4 separate regions of the Sus scrofa genome follow, and regions 1, 2 and 3 are each linked to region 4. The links are chromatin contacts, called in public Hi-C and HiChIP or PLAC-seq maps. All regions are on one chromosome and are shown on one strand. The core of a region is the stretch at or near the end of the contact, and the rest is flanking DNA. Distances in the headings are between cores, read along the strand shown.

Region 1 (3,276 bases), core at 291-2,790, 350 kb before region 4:
GCACAGTGGGTAATGATCCAGCTTGTCTCTGTGGAGACACCAGTTGGATGCCCACCCAGTGCAGTGAGTTAAGGATCTGGCATTGTTGCAGCTGTGGCATAGGTCACAGCTCCGGTTTGGATTAGTTCCTTGACCCCAGAAACTTCCATATGCCACATGGGTGGCAGAAAAAGAAATCAGTACATATTAGATACATAAAGGACTATACCCGTCAAAAAGGTCATTGATTTATTGATCCAATCACTCAAGAGCTATAATATGTGCCAGGCACTATGTTAAGCATGTTAGACTGTTTAATAATTAAAATACAGATCTCAATCTTTTCCTTTTTTTTCCGCCTTAACCATGGAACAAAATAAGTTTGGAAAGGATATCTTAATGTATGTATGTGTAGTGCACTTTGATATTTCTACTTTCTATTCTTTTCTGTTTCATTTCATTGTTTAAAATATTGGCGTTCCCATCATGGCGCATCAGAAATGAATCTGTCTAGGAACCATGAGGTTGCGGTTCGATTCCTGGCCTCGCTCAGTGGGTTAAGGATCTAGCGTTGCCATGAGCTATGGTGTAGGTCGCAGATGAGGCTTGGATCTGGCTTTGCTGTGGCTGTAGCATAGGCCGGCAGCTACAGCTCCAATTAGACCCCTAGCCTGGGAACCTCCACGTGCCTCGCGTGCAGCCCAAAAAAAACAAACAAACAAACAAAAAAAAATTGCTGGCAATTCCCTAAGTGGATTTCACAATTCTCTAATGACTCTTGACTCACAGTTTGAAAAACATGAACACAGCACTTCTCAGTCCAAATAAATATTTGTGGAACGAACAATGTCAGTCATATAGAAAGATTTGGCACATCAACAGGTGTAGAACATGCGTGGCATCACATAGTGTAGTGCCATGTAGCATGGAGAGAAGTCTGTTTAAAACTCAAATCTGATAGTAAATTTCACCTGTATCTTCTTCATTACCTTCCTACCACACTTAGCATTGGGATCCAGGTCCTTCACAGGGTTTGATAACCTCATCTGGTTTGCCTCTCCAGCTTCATCTCAAGGCTCTGCTCCTTGCTTTCCAGGTTCCAGCTCCACATTGGCCTTCTCTCTCTCTCCTGTACATAAAGTACTCTTCCATGGGTTGCCCTTCCTCCTGGAATACTTTCCTTTCTTCTTTGCTCCACCAGCTCCTAGTCACCCTTTAAGCCTCTCCTGAAATGCCCCTTCCCCTGTGAAGACTTCCTGGCCAACCACTGGAACAGGTAACCCTGGATGTCTTCATAGAAGTGAGCATAATTGAAATGTTTTTAAAGCATTAACATACAAAAATATTTGAGTATTTGCTTTTTTATTCTTTTTTATTTTTTTAATTTTTATACAGCTTAAAAGGTTACGCTACATTTAGTTATTACAAAATATTGGCTACATTCCCTGTATTGTACAATATGAAATTCTAATATGTGAGTAATTATTGGTTCAACATTTTTCTTTCTTAAGCTTCCTGCCACAGCGTCTTCAGCGCCGAGGCTCTCAGCCGCCGCCAGGAGGCGCGCTCGGACGCCCGCACCCGGGGACCTGACGCCAGCGCCTGGCACTTAGAGCAGACATGCTACTGCGCGGGCCTGTCGGGTGGCGGGGTGCAGGCAGCCTCCGAAGGGACACCTGGCCGCCTGGCCAACAGCGGAGTGGCGGCAAGAGGGGGCGCTGCGGATCCAGGCGTGCACGACGCGGAGGAAGTGCTGGCTTCGCCGCGCGGGGCCGCCTCGGCGACGATGTCGTCCGGGCCGGGGAGCGACAACCCCAGGTCCGGGGGCGCGCGGCGACCGCGGGAGCCCCAGGAGCAGGAGCTGCAGCGACGCCGGGAGCAGAAACGGCGGCGGCACGACGCGCAGCAGCTGCAGCAACTCAAGCACCTGGAGTCCTTGTGAGTCCCTGGGGTCGCGCGGCGCGGAGTTGGCGCTGTAGGCGGGGCGCTCGGAGACCCGGGAATGGGCTCGTTGGGCCCGTCGGCCCCCAGAGAGCCGGGCGCCGGTTGAGACCCCGGGCGGCGTGACCCTCGACTTCCAGCCGACCCTCCACGGGGGAGGGTCTACCCCGAGGCCGGCCTCCGGCGCGCGGGGGCGGAGGTCGCGCCCTTCCCCAACGAGGCGATGGCTTTATTCCTGGAGAGGCGACGTCGATGTGCTCAGAGGCGCTGTTATGCCCTCGGGCGGGACTGGGGACGGGCCGCAGGCAAGTGCGGCTGAGCGCCTTGCTCCTTTCCTGTTTCTCAGTTCCAGGGGCTCTCTATGATCTGGATTAAATCCTCTTTCTTTTCGTCTTCTGCTGTTAGTAAGGGGGAAGAAAGCCCGATCCTGGAACGTTAGTGAAGTGAGGAATAAGCAGTGGGTGAGGGCTTGGTCCCTAAATATTCGGGAGGAGCTGTCAGGTGGAAGAGCATGGATAGGTTCTCTCAGGTCTTAAGGATTTTCGTTGTTGTTGTTGTTGCCGGGATTAAAGGTGGGAGCTACGGAGAGGCCAGTTATGGCTCAACAACAAGAATTAGGACCAGGTCATATATTCTTGATGGTCAGCGTGGCCTGACTTAGGAGGCACGGGCTCCCCCAGCTGCTTGGGCTGGAGGAGAATCCAGATAATCACTGAGAGGAGGGTGGCTTGTAAAGGAGATTTAACATCAGCTGGAAGCTTGGATTAATGACGCTTTCAGTTTCCTGTGATTCTGTCATTCTGTAATTAGCTTTAGAAGTTTTTTTCTAAGTTTGGTGTACACGGAGTTATTTGAACTATTTCTGTTTCAGGCATATCTCATACCTTGGAGACAATCATGTAAGGAAAGGTCCTTAAAGGGCTGCCCTTCTCATTAACCTTTTGGGAGCTTTGACACAAAATGCATTGCTCAGAGCCTGGCCTGCTCCTTTCCTTGTGGCTCTTGAGCTGAATTTCACCTCAATAGGTAGTGGTTGTGGATACAGGCGCTTCATTGCTGGCTTCCACAGTCTTGGCCCCTCCCTTCGAGAGATGCTGGGATCCTCTTTGCTGCCTGTGTAATGCCAGTGTTCAAAAATCTTTCCCTGGGTTAAGATCAGGTCAGTGCTTGGCCCCACCCAGCCCTCAATATCCTTAACTATAGGATGCCTGATGGTAGTTAATACTCTACATTTATTGTGGTCCACAGAGCACTTACAGATATCAGAGAGATTATAACCTCCTTTTGCACATGAAGAAATGCAGGTTCAGTACTTAAGTAATGGAATCAAGGCTGACCTGTAAACTAGCAAAACTA
Region 2 (3,249 bases), core at 245-2,744, 310 kb before region 4:
CAGCATTGATGTGGCTGTGGCATAGGCTGAAAGCTGCAGCTCTAATTCTACCTTTAGCCTTGGAACTTCCATATGATGCATATGTGGCCCTTAAAATATATATATACATATATATATATATACACATATATATAGACACATAGTTCTGTAACAGACCTCTAGAACTTTTTCATCTTACAAAACTGAAACAACATTCGCTGAAGACTCCCCCATTTCCTCTTCCTCAGAACCCTCCACCACCACTCTTTCTGTTTCTGAGTTCAACTACCTCATATAAATGGAATAATGCAGCATTTGTCTTTTTAATGAATGTCTTATTTATCTTAGCATGATGTCCTCAAGAATCATCTGTATTGTCAAATTCTGCAGAACTCCCCTGTTTTAAAGGCTAAATAGTATTCATTTGATGTAGGTATCACATTTACCACATTTTCTTTGTGCATTTATCTGTCAATGAGCATTTAGGTTGTCTCCATGGCTTGGCTATTACGTATAGCGCTGTAGTGAACATGGGAGAGCTTAAATTTGAGTACCTGCTTTTAACTTCTTCTGAATACTGGATCATATAATTGTTTTTAATTTTTTTGAGGAACCTCCGCGCTTTTTCCACAGTGGCTACACCAATTTACATTTCCACCTACAGTGCACAAGGGTTTCAATTCTCTACATCCTCAGCAGCACTTTTTTTTTTTTTTTTTTTTGCCACATCTGCGCTATGTGGACATTGTTTCACCAGAGGTCAAACCTGCACCAGCAGTGACATAGTCAGATCCTTAACATGCACCACCAGGGAACTTCTCACCAACACTTTTAACTTTACATTTTTTTTTTGACAATGATCATCTTAACTTGTATGAACTGATATCTTGATGTGGTTTTGATTTGCATCTTCCTAATGATTAGTGATCCTAACGGTTAGTGATATTGAGTATCTTTTCATAAGCTTCTTTTTTGGCCGCACCTTCAGCACATGGAGGTTTCTGGGCCAGGGGTTGAATCTGAGCCAGAGCTGCCAGCCTACACCACAGCCACAGCAACATAAGATCTGAGCTACACCTGTGACCTACATCGCATCTTGCCGCTAGGCCAGATCCTTCACCCGCTCAGTGAGGCCAGGGATCTACCTGTATCCTCATGGATACCAGTTGGGTTCTTAACCCGCTGAGCCACAAGGGGAACTACATCTATTGTCTATTTTTTAATGGAGATGTTTTTTGTTGTTGTGTTCTTCACGTACAGGAGTCTTTAATATAATTTGGGTGTTAACTCCTTATCAAATACACGGTTTGCAATTTTTTTTTCTCACATTCTATAGGTCGCCTTTCTACTGTTTTATCCTTTACTGCACCCTGCAGTTTGTCGTAGCACTTTAAAGCCAAGCTACTGCGCAAATCAGACTGCTGAGCCGCCATGCCTTCTGGGGGTTGTAGTCCTGAGGTCTCAGGAGGGCGGAGGATTTTTTTACCGGTGTACCTTGTTTGCAATCAGATTTCTATCGGGCAGGGCTGGAATGAACCACTGCCTGGCCCTCATTAGCAGAGAGAGAATTAATACAATTCCCCTTTTCTGTCCTTGCACAATTCTTCAACCGCTTGTCTCTGAGAAGACAAGCTTCCCTCCTCGGCCTCCCACGCAGACCAGGCTCCCTAGCCCCCTTGGGTTCCCCGGCTCAGGCGTCTGTGGGCGGGGCTTTCCATTGGGGCGGGGATTTCCTGGGGGGCGGGGCCAGGCCGGGGGTCCAGGCTTCTCCGCCAGCCTGCGGCTCTGAGGCCTGCAGCCGTCCAGCGACCTCTTCTCTTGCAGCGGGAGGCACAGGAGGACCCGTCCATGGACCGAGCGGCCGTGGCGAGGGTGGGCGCGGTAGCGAGCGCCAGCGTGTGCGCCCTGGTGGCAGGGGTGGTGCTGGCCCAGTACATATTCACCTTGAGGAGGAAGACGGGCCGGAAGACCAAGATCATCGAGATGGTGAGTATCGAGGCTCCTCGCCGGAGCGCTTGGGGGGCCGCGGTGGTCTGTTCCGGCCTCGCCTTCCCGCGGCGGCCGCTGCTGGAATTTGAGGGGCCTTCAGGGGACCCTTTCGCCCCGCGTGCGGCGACCCTGCGGTGACCTGGTCTGGACCCTCAGCGGCGGCACGAGGCTTCCCGTGGGCTTTGTTTCGTCTCCATTTGAAACAAAAAGGCAGCTAATGTGTGAAACGGGCTACCTCCCGAGGCGCCCCTCGTGTTTTTCTAGAAATAAGCGGAACTTTCTGGGCAGGTTTCTCCCTCCTTCCTCCGTCCTGCGCAGACCGTTGCTGCAGCCCAGTTACGACTGAGTTGTTTTTGCACCGTGGCGAGGATGAGTTCCATTATGAAAGGATGTAACTCCTCAGTGGGTGATTAGAGGAATGCTGGTTGGAGTTCAGAATAGTTTTCTATTTGAATGTTATTCCTTCGTGTCCCAAACTGCCGGAAAGTATTTGTGTTCATTTTTTTACCACCACCCCCAAACCTTTTACATAACGTTTTTGAAATTTATTTCTAGTATTAGAGTGTTTGGGAGTTCCCTTGTGGTTCAGCGATTTAAGGGCCTGACATTGTCAGTGCAGCGGACCGGTGGCTGCTAAGGCTGGGGTTCCCTGGCCGGGGAACTTACACATGCCTAAAAAAAAAGTGTTTGAAGAACCCCGTTTGAGGTACTGTATTATAATGCTCCAACAGTGGGGATGTTTTTATTTCTGCAGGGTTTTTTGTTTGTCTTTTTCGGGCTGCACCGGAGGCATGTGGAAATTGTCAGGCTGGGGGTCAAATCGGAGGAACTGTGGCAGTGGGCCTACTTACTCCTCAACCATAGCAACCGCACCTGCCACCTTAGCCCTCTGAGCAGTGGTGTCAGGGTCCTAACCCACATCCTCACAGATACTCGTCGGGTTCTTAACCCACTGAGCCACAACAGGAACTCCCATTTTTGTGTTTTAATTAGGTCCCATCAAGACAATTTCCTCAGTGAGTTGCATTCTGATATATTTACTGGAGTGAATAGTCCCATGTTTACGCCTGATAATGTAGTGCATGCGGGGACTTCTGGGGTTAACAATTTTTGACAGATTTAAATAATATCACTTCAGGTTTGTATACTTAAAATACTTAGCTTCAGTCATATGTCCTCATTGATCAAAGAAACTATTTGTTGTTTGCTATTGGCCTTAGGTTGAAAACAGGAATATTTTCCCATAAATAAAAGTAAAAAAAAGTTAACTCTTGCATGTCT
Region 3 (3,479 bases), core at 186-2,685, 280 kb before region 4:
AAATTCTTAAGTAATTTAAACTAATTTTTATGTGGGCCATTTTTAGGAAAATACAAGTAGACATCATTAGGACAGTTTTGTGACTGCCATGCAGATGCTTATTTATGTCTTGTCTCAATGTATCAAGTGATAATATCACACAATATTATCAAATAATCTAATATTGCTATAGAGTTGTGAATAAAACTATATAACTTTGAAACCAACTTCTTTAGAAATCATTTTGAATATGGAAGTAGACTAATAATTAGGAGTTCATGGAGTTCCCGTCTTCGTGGTGCAATGGCTAACAAATCCGACTAGGAACCATGAGGTTGCGGGTTCGATCCTTGGCTTTGCTCAGTGGGTTAATGATCCGGCGTTGCCATGAGCTGTGGTGTAGGTTGCAGACATGGCTCAGATCCCCGCATTGCTGTGGCTGTGGCATAGGCCAGAGGCTACAGTTCCGATTGGACCTCTAGCCTGGGAACCTCCATATGCCACAGGAGCGGCCTAAGAAATGGCAAAAAGACCAAAAAAAAAAAAAAAAAAAAAAAAGCAGTTCATTTCATCTGTATAATACAGTATATTAAAGATCAACCAGAATACCCTGATTCTTGTCAGGAAAGCTTTGGTCCTTCCCCAGCATTTTACATTGTGGCCTTAGAAAATAAATTTGTTTTCTTTCGCTCACAAATGATGGAAAACTTTAGCCCCTTATTTATCTTTCATAAAATTATAATCAGATTGGAAGTTTTTTGAATAATTTGAAACAACTTACCCTTCAAATTTCAAGTATATTATTTTATGCACTACCAAACAGGCAGGTGTATTTTGTCCAAGAGGAATATGAGGAAGGGATTTGAGGAGGTAACAGAAAGATGTGACATAGGATGAAGTGCATACTCCTGCAGTATGCTTCATAATGTTCTGATGGTCTGATACTCATTGACATATCATACATTTTAAAATTATAGTTCTTAGGTTGTATTCTAAAATGCTTGAGTAAAATGCCCAATGTTTCAAGTTCTTGAGAAGTATTTATCATATACTTTAGTAATGTATGTGTATTGTGGAAGGGGGTATATATATGTATTACCATGTAATCCAAGTCAGATATAATTTTTATATTTCTTACACTCATGTCCTCCACCCTGTGGTATCCTTTGGAGAAAGTAGCTGCTCTTCCATCTGTTTTCATCACTGTTATTTCACTCCAGTGCTATTTGTATATTCACTACTCATTTATCTGAAAATGAATGGTTGTATGTTATGCAGAAGCAGGGATGTGAAGGTCTTTAGCCAGTGGTTCTCTTTCAAACCACAGTTATGTAAAATAAACCGATCTGTTAGTTGTAAGCTTAGCAGAAACCCACATACTTTGAAGAGGCCTTGGTGTTATACTCCATTATCTGAAACAGGTTCTTCTATCTTACTTAAATATGGCTTTTTATTTACTTCCTTTTTTTGGCTGCACATTGCAGCATGTGGAAGTTCCCAGTCCAGGGATCAAATCTGAGCTGCAGCTGTGACCTTTGCCACAGCTGCAGCAATGCCAGATCCTTAACCCACTGCCCCAGGCCAGGGATCAAACCCACACTGTCAAAGAGACAACACCAGATCCTTAACCTGCTGTACCACAGTGGGAACTCCTAAATATGGCTTTTTAAAATTAAATGTTTTGTACGATGTGATTTGCATGAGGCAGGACATCTTCATCAGCATAGACACACTGAAATAAAATGTTTAATTTTCTTGGTGAAAGTACCATAGGTGACATATATACCCTCTGTTGCTTTCAATAATAGTTATCAATCAAGCATATGCTGGTTATTATGTATCTACCAATTAAGGCAGAGGTAAGAGCAGAATTTCGTTAGGAAATGGATACTCCTAAAAATATTCATTATATGCCTATAGTATTTGTAAGTGAGCTACGGAAGTGATATTCTAAAACAGCGGTGATTCCTTAAACTCAACAGGAAAATTGTATAAACATCATATCCCTAGCTGCTTCTTGTGACTCAAAGTAGTGGGTAATTTGTAAAAATAAATGAGTGGATATTAATGAATAAAAAAAGGAATGTAGGAAGAAGTCCCTGTTGATTTTTCTCATCTATTAAGAATTACTATAAAATAAATTATTTAGGTGATTTAAATAATGTTTTTTATTCTTTTGAACTCTTTAAAGTCCAAGTAAGTAAAAAGGATTGCTGTATAAAGGTTAGTTGCATTGCACGTTATCCTATCCTATTTAAATATGGCTTGTGGCTTTTTAAAATTAAGTGTATTATAGATTCAGGTCTTTCATTCATGGAGGAAAATTTAATGTTCACATTTCTCTTTCCTGTACACTTCTGTATTCATCTTCCAGTCTTAGGAAAACATTGGCTTTTTTCTGATTTTCTAATTTTTCCATTACATAGAGACAACATGGGACCTAATAGACTTGTCAGATTTTCTTGTAGCAGAGATACAAGGTCTGGGGAATTTTTCAGAACTGTGTCCATAACACTCAGGAAATACATTAATATTGATGGTGATAACATAGACTAATAGCGTATAAAATAAATAAAGATTATTGGATACATACCACTATAGAGTCTTAATTTGAGGTTCAATCATTGATTGTCTTAAACTGTGAGCTGATTATTAAATGATCCATAGTTTCCTATCCCTAGTCTTCTTGTATAGCTGTGCTTGTGCTGATTTTACTCTGATCAATTTCATTCTATCTGTGATATGGTAGCAAAAAGAAATTATATAACATTAAATTATTGAGCAAAACTAAAGCCTGCATAAAGCAGCCTAGTAACAAGCTTAAGCGCAGACGGTCTCATACTTTTTGATGATTGTCTTAACATGAAGTAAATCCATTGTAACATTATGCCAAGAACAGTGAAGTTATCGGGGATTTAGTACAATAACGGAACAAAGATCTTGATGCAACTTTTCAAATTAAATATATTAAATATATTTTAGTTATTTGTACAAAGGTAAACTTGGGGAATAATCATGTAACATTTATGTCCTTCCTGCCAAGAAGTTATTTAAAATGTAAGTATGAATACAAGCTAAATCTTAAGCAGAAAGATTTTTGTAAGACTCAAAGTTCAAATGTTCTCTATTCAATTGTAGGATTTTATTTTGAGTGAATTATGTTAAAAATATTCTTAACTATATATGTAATAATACTTTCAAAAAGTCAGACACAAAGGTATATAATGAGAATGAGATAAACTATGTACATATATATGTATGGTTGCAATCTTAGAAATGAAAATAATAGAAAATAGAATAAAAAGTTTACTTGTTTATTTTTGGGTAGTAGAATACCAGACAATTTTTATTTCTTTTTTTTTAGACTTTTTCTATGGTAAAGATGTGTGATTTTTATAATTAGAAAAATTGCATTTTTTGATATTACAAATTTAGTGTTAATCTTTTGGGTGGAAACTAATGATGTGCTTTAACATGTCCTGTGTATATAAATGGCAAGT
Region 4 (2,975 bases), core at 46-2,545:
ATCCACTTATCAAGGCCAGGGATTGAACCCTTGTCCTCAAGGATACTAATCCAGTTCCTTACCTTTGAGCCACGAGGGGAACCCCCAGAAAAGTATTTCTTTAAAGCTAGCTATGGGTTTGCAAACTTTTTTTCCTTTGGTCTTTTTAGGGCCGCACTCTGCAGTCTATGGAGGTTCCCAGGCTAGGGGATCAAATCGTAGCTGTAGCTTCTGGCCTAGGCCACAGCAAAGCAGATCCCAGCCACGTCTGAGACCTACAATTGCAGTTCATGACAACCCCGGATCCTTAGCCCATTGTGTGGGGCCAGGGATCCAATCCCCTGTCCCCAGGTACTGGTTGGGTTCCTTACCACTGAGCCACAATGGAAACTCCTACACTGAACCTTTAAAAGAAGGTAGGGGAGTTCCTGTGGTGGCTCAGTGGTTAAGGAATCCGACTAGGAACCATGAGGTTGCCTGTTCGATCCCTGGCCTCGCTCAGTAGGTTAAGGATCCGGCGTTGTGCCTGAGTTGTGGTGTAGGTCGCAAACGTGGCTTGGATCTGGCAGTTGCTGTGGTTCTGGCGTAGTCTGACAGCAACAGCTCCGATTAGACCCCTAGCCTGGGAACCTCCATATGCTGCAGGTGCAGCCCTAGAAAAGAAAAGAAAAGAAAAAAAAAAAAAAAAAAAAGGTAGGGAGTTCTCCTTTGTGGCTTAGAGGATTAAGAATCCAACTAGTATACCTGAGCGTGTGTTGGATTCCTGGGGTCGTTCAGTGGATTAAGGATCCCCTTGTTGCTGCGAGCTGCGGCTCAAACCCACATTGCTGTGGCTGTGGCTAGGCCGGCAGCTGCAGCTCGATTTGACTCCTAGCTTGGGAACTTCCATGTATCTGCTCTGTGGCCTTAAAAAGAAAAAAAAAAAAAAAAAAAAAAAAAAAAGCGGTAGATTCCTGTAAAAAAAAAAAGTTTTTGCTTTTGTTTTTTAACAAAAATTGCAACACAATAAAATCAGTGGCGGAAAAAATATTTATGTTGGTCTTCAGAAGATCCTTGGTTGAAATGAAATATAACCCAGGGAAAATCAAACGACTCAAACGTTTCTATTTTGCAGTCTTCCAGGTTGAGGAATATTTTATTTATAAGGCAAGATATCTTTAATTTGTCTTGGAAACTTGGAGGGCAAAGTATCTGCTGAGGCCGCAGAATGTTCAACGCACTGATGTATTCCCCCGGATCTCGTTGCGGAGGAAAGAAGTGACTCCGAGCGATTCACGTAGGACTGGCCCGATCGCACGCTCGGCCTCAGATTGGTCGAGCCTGGCCGGGCTAGGGGAAAAAAGCGGAAGCGCGCTCTTTCAAACTCGCCTTCCCAACGTCGGTAGAGGCTGGCCACTTCCGGCGTAGCCATGGCGGCTAACGCTACGACTAACCCGTCGCAGCTGCTACCTCTAGGTAATCGTTGTCCTGTGGGGAGCTGGGGAGGGGAGCTGAAGGGTTGCGGGCCGAGGGCCAGCGCAGTCCTTGACTGAGTGTTAGAGAAATGTATCTGACCAATTGTTTTCTTTATCCGCGGCTCTTTGGGCTCTAAGGCTCTGAGGCCTCAGGCCGCCCGCGTCTTTTCGGCGTGGAAGGGTTTTCTTGAGCCAGGACTTTCTGAGTTCTCACACCAAACCGTCACTGGAAAAGGTTCACACTTAGTGAATGCGTCGTCGGCCTTTTTTGTTGTGAGTTCGCCTTTACAGTAGTGGATAGCAGTCCCATTCTTCTACCTGGCATTTAAAATCCCTAGGTTAGACCCTGTTGTCTGTCTGGCCCGTTATTGAGAGAGGTAGCGGGGTCTGCAATGAGCTTTAAAAGGGGACACTGGAAATTAGCTCTGATTGTCATTCATTTATTCCACAAACAGTTTTTGCGCATCTGTAGACTAGACATCGTAACTTAGCTTCAGGTAGCATTCATGCCAGCGCAGGAGACAGGATGCCAGACAATTAAACATCATACCAAGTAACAGTAATTCTGCTGAAGAGATATTCAAGCTGCTCTCAGAGAACAGAGGATAGCCGTCTTGGGGCTGGGGAAGACAGTTATGTCTTTTTCTAATATTTTGTATCTGAAGGGTAATTAAGTTAGTGGACGTGGCGGTAATTGGAAAGTTTTTTCCTTCATTGAACAAAAAAAAGTTTCTTTTTAGGCCCGCACCCGAGGCACATGGAGGTTCCCAGGCTAGGGGTCCCATTGGAACTGTAGCTGCTGGCCTTCGTTTCTGCTGCGCCACAACGGGAACTCCCGAGACCTGAAGTTTTTGAGTGAATCCTTTTCTTGGTTTATCTTTCACCATATGTAAGTAATAAGTGCCAGTAAGTACTCACATATTTCTTGAAGTAATGAATGTGCAAAATAATTTTTTTCACCCCTCCCCCCACTTATTTTTCTTTTAAAAAACCTGTATCTATAGAGCTTGTAGACAAGTGTATAGGATCAAGAATTCACATTGTGATGAAGAGTGATAAAGAGATTGTTGGCACGCTTCTCGGATTTGATGACTTTGTCAGTATCCTTTTAAAAAGTGGGGGTATGGGTTTTTCTTTGTTTTTTAATTAAAAAAATTTTTTTTTGTTATTATTTTTTATGTCTTTTCTAGGGCTGCTCCCATGGCATATGGAGGTTCCCAGGCTAGGGGTCGAATCGGAGCTGTAGCCACCGGCCTACACCAGAGTCACAGCAAAGCGGGATCCGAGCTGCATCTGAAACCTACACCACAGCTCACGGCAACGCCGGATCCTTAACCCACTGAGCAAGGCCAGGGACGGAACCCGCGACCTCATGGTTCCTAGTCGGATTTGTTAACCACTGCGCCACGACGGGAACTCCATCTTCAGTTTTTTTTAAAAAAGTAAGAACTATAGTCAGTGCTTACTGATTATTATAATAAAAATTAATTTATTCTCATGGAATTCGTGGTAGTGTTTTAAGGGGTGTGTGTACCCCTACCA

Evidence for each region. A called contact is a pair of places that touch in the nucleus more often than the background predicts. HiChIP or PLAC-seq counts read pairs in DNA pulled down with a chosen protein or histone mark.
Region 1: a Hi-C map of embryonic fibroblasts shows a contact between it and region 4, with 3 times the contacts expected there. The contact joins the promoter of LOC100738822 here to the promoter of LSM5 in region 4. A contact is called at or near these places in 3 of 5 promoter capture datasets (fetal liver, fetal skeletal muscle and liver), 29 of 47 Hi-C or Micro-C datasets (adipocytes, alveolar macrophages, blood and 14 more) and 2 of 2 datasets of contacts at active chromatin or transcription factors (alveolar macrophages and skeletal muscle).
Region 2: a Hi-C map of liver shows a contact between it and region 4, with 2.0 times the contacts expected there. The contact joins the promoter of NT5C3A here to the promoter of LSM5 in region 4. A contact is called at or near these places in 2 of 5 promoter capture datasets (fetal liver and liver), 25 of 47 Hi-C or Micro-C datasets (adipocytes, alveolar macrophages, blood and 14 more) and 2 of 2 datasets of contacts at active chromatin or transcription factors (alveolar macrophages and skeletal muscle).
Region 3: a contact with region 4 is called in an H3K27ac HiChIP or PLAC-seq map of alveolar macrophages. The contact joins the enhancer-like site here to the promoter of LSM5 in region 4. A contact is called at or near these places in 5 of 47 Hi-C or Micro-C datasets (blood, embryonic fibroblasts, liver and 2 more) and 2 of 2 datasets of contacts at active chromatin or transcription factors (alveolar macrophages and skeletal muscle).

The regions. Positions count from the first base shown.
Region 1 is chr18:40,396,011-40,399,286 of Sscrofa11.1, forward strand. LOC100738822 (retinitis pigmentosa 9 protein) reads left to right here and starts at 1,541. Exons shown (of 7, transcript XM_003484045.4): 1 at 1,541-1,917. The coding sequence starts at 1,766.
Region 2 is chr18:40,439,396-40,442,644 of Sscrofa11.1, forward strand. It overlaps NT5C3A (cytosolic 5'-nucleotidase 3A), which reads left to right and starts at 1,495. Exons shown (of 9, transcript XM_003360167.2): 1 at 1,495-1,965. The coding sequence starts at 1,828.
Region 3 is chr18:40,469,521-40,472,999 of Sscrofa11.1, forward strand. The region is part of intron 1 of NT5C3A (cytosolic 5'-nucleotidase 3A); the gene reads left to right. Among named protein-coding and RNA genes, the nearest start is that of NT5C3A, 30 kb to the left of the region's middle. Within about 2 kb of position 1,436, at least 1 of the 83 cell types and tissues checked has an H3K27ac peak or open chromatin away from gene starts, as enhancers often do. A contact at or near this core is called in alveolar macrophages, where this site is marked.
Region 4 is chr18:40,751,095-40,754,069 of Sscrofa11.1, forward strand. LSM5 (U6 snRNA-associated Sm-like protein LSm5) reads left to right here and starts at 1,296. Exons shown (of 4, transcript XM_005673273.3): 1 at 1,296-1,434; 2 at 2,438-2,533. The coding sequence starts at 1,389.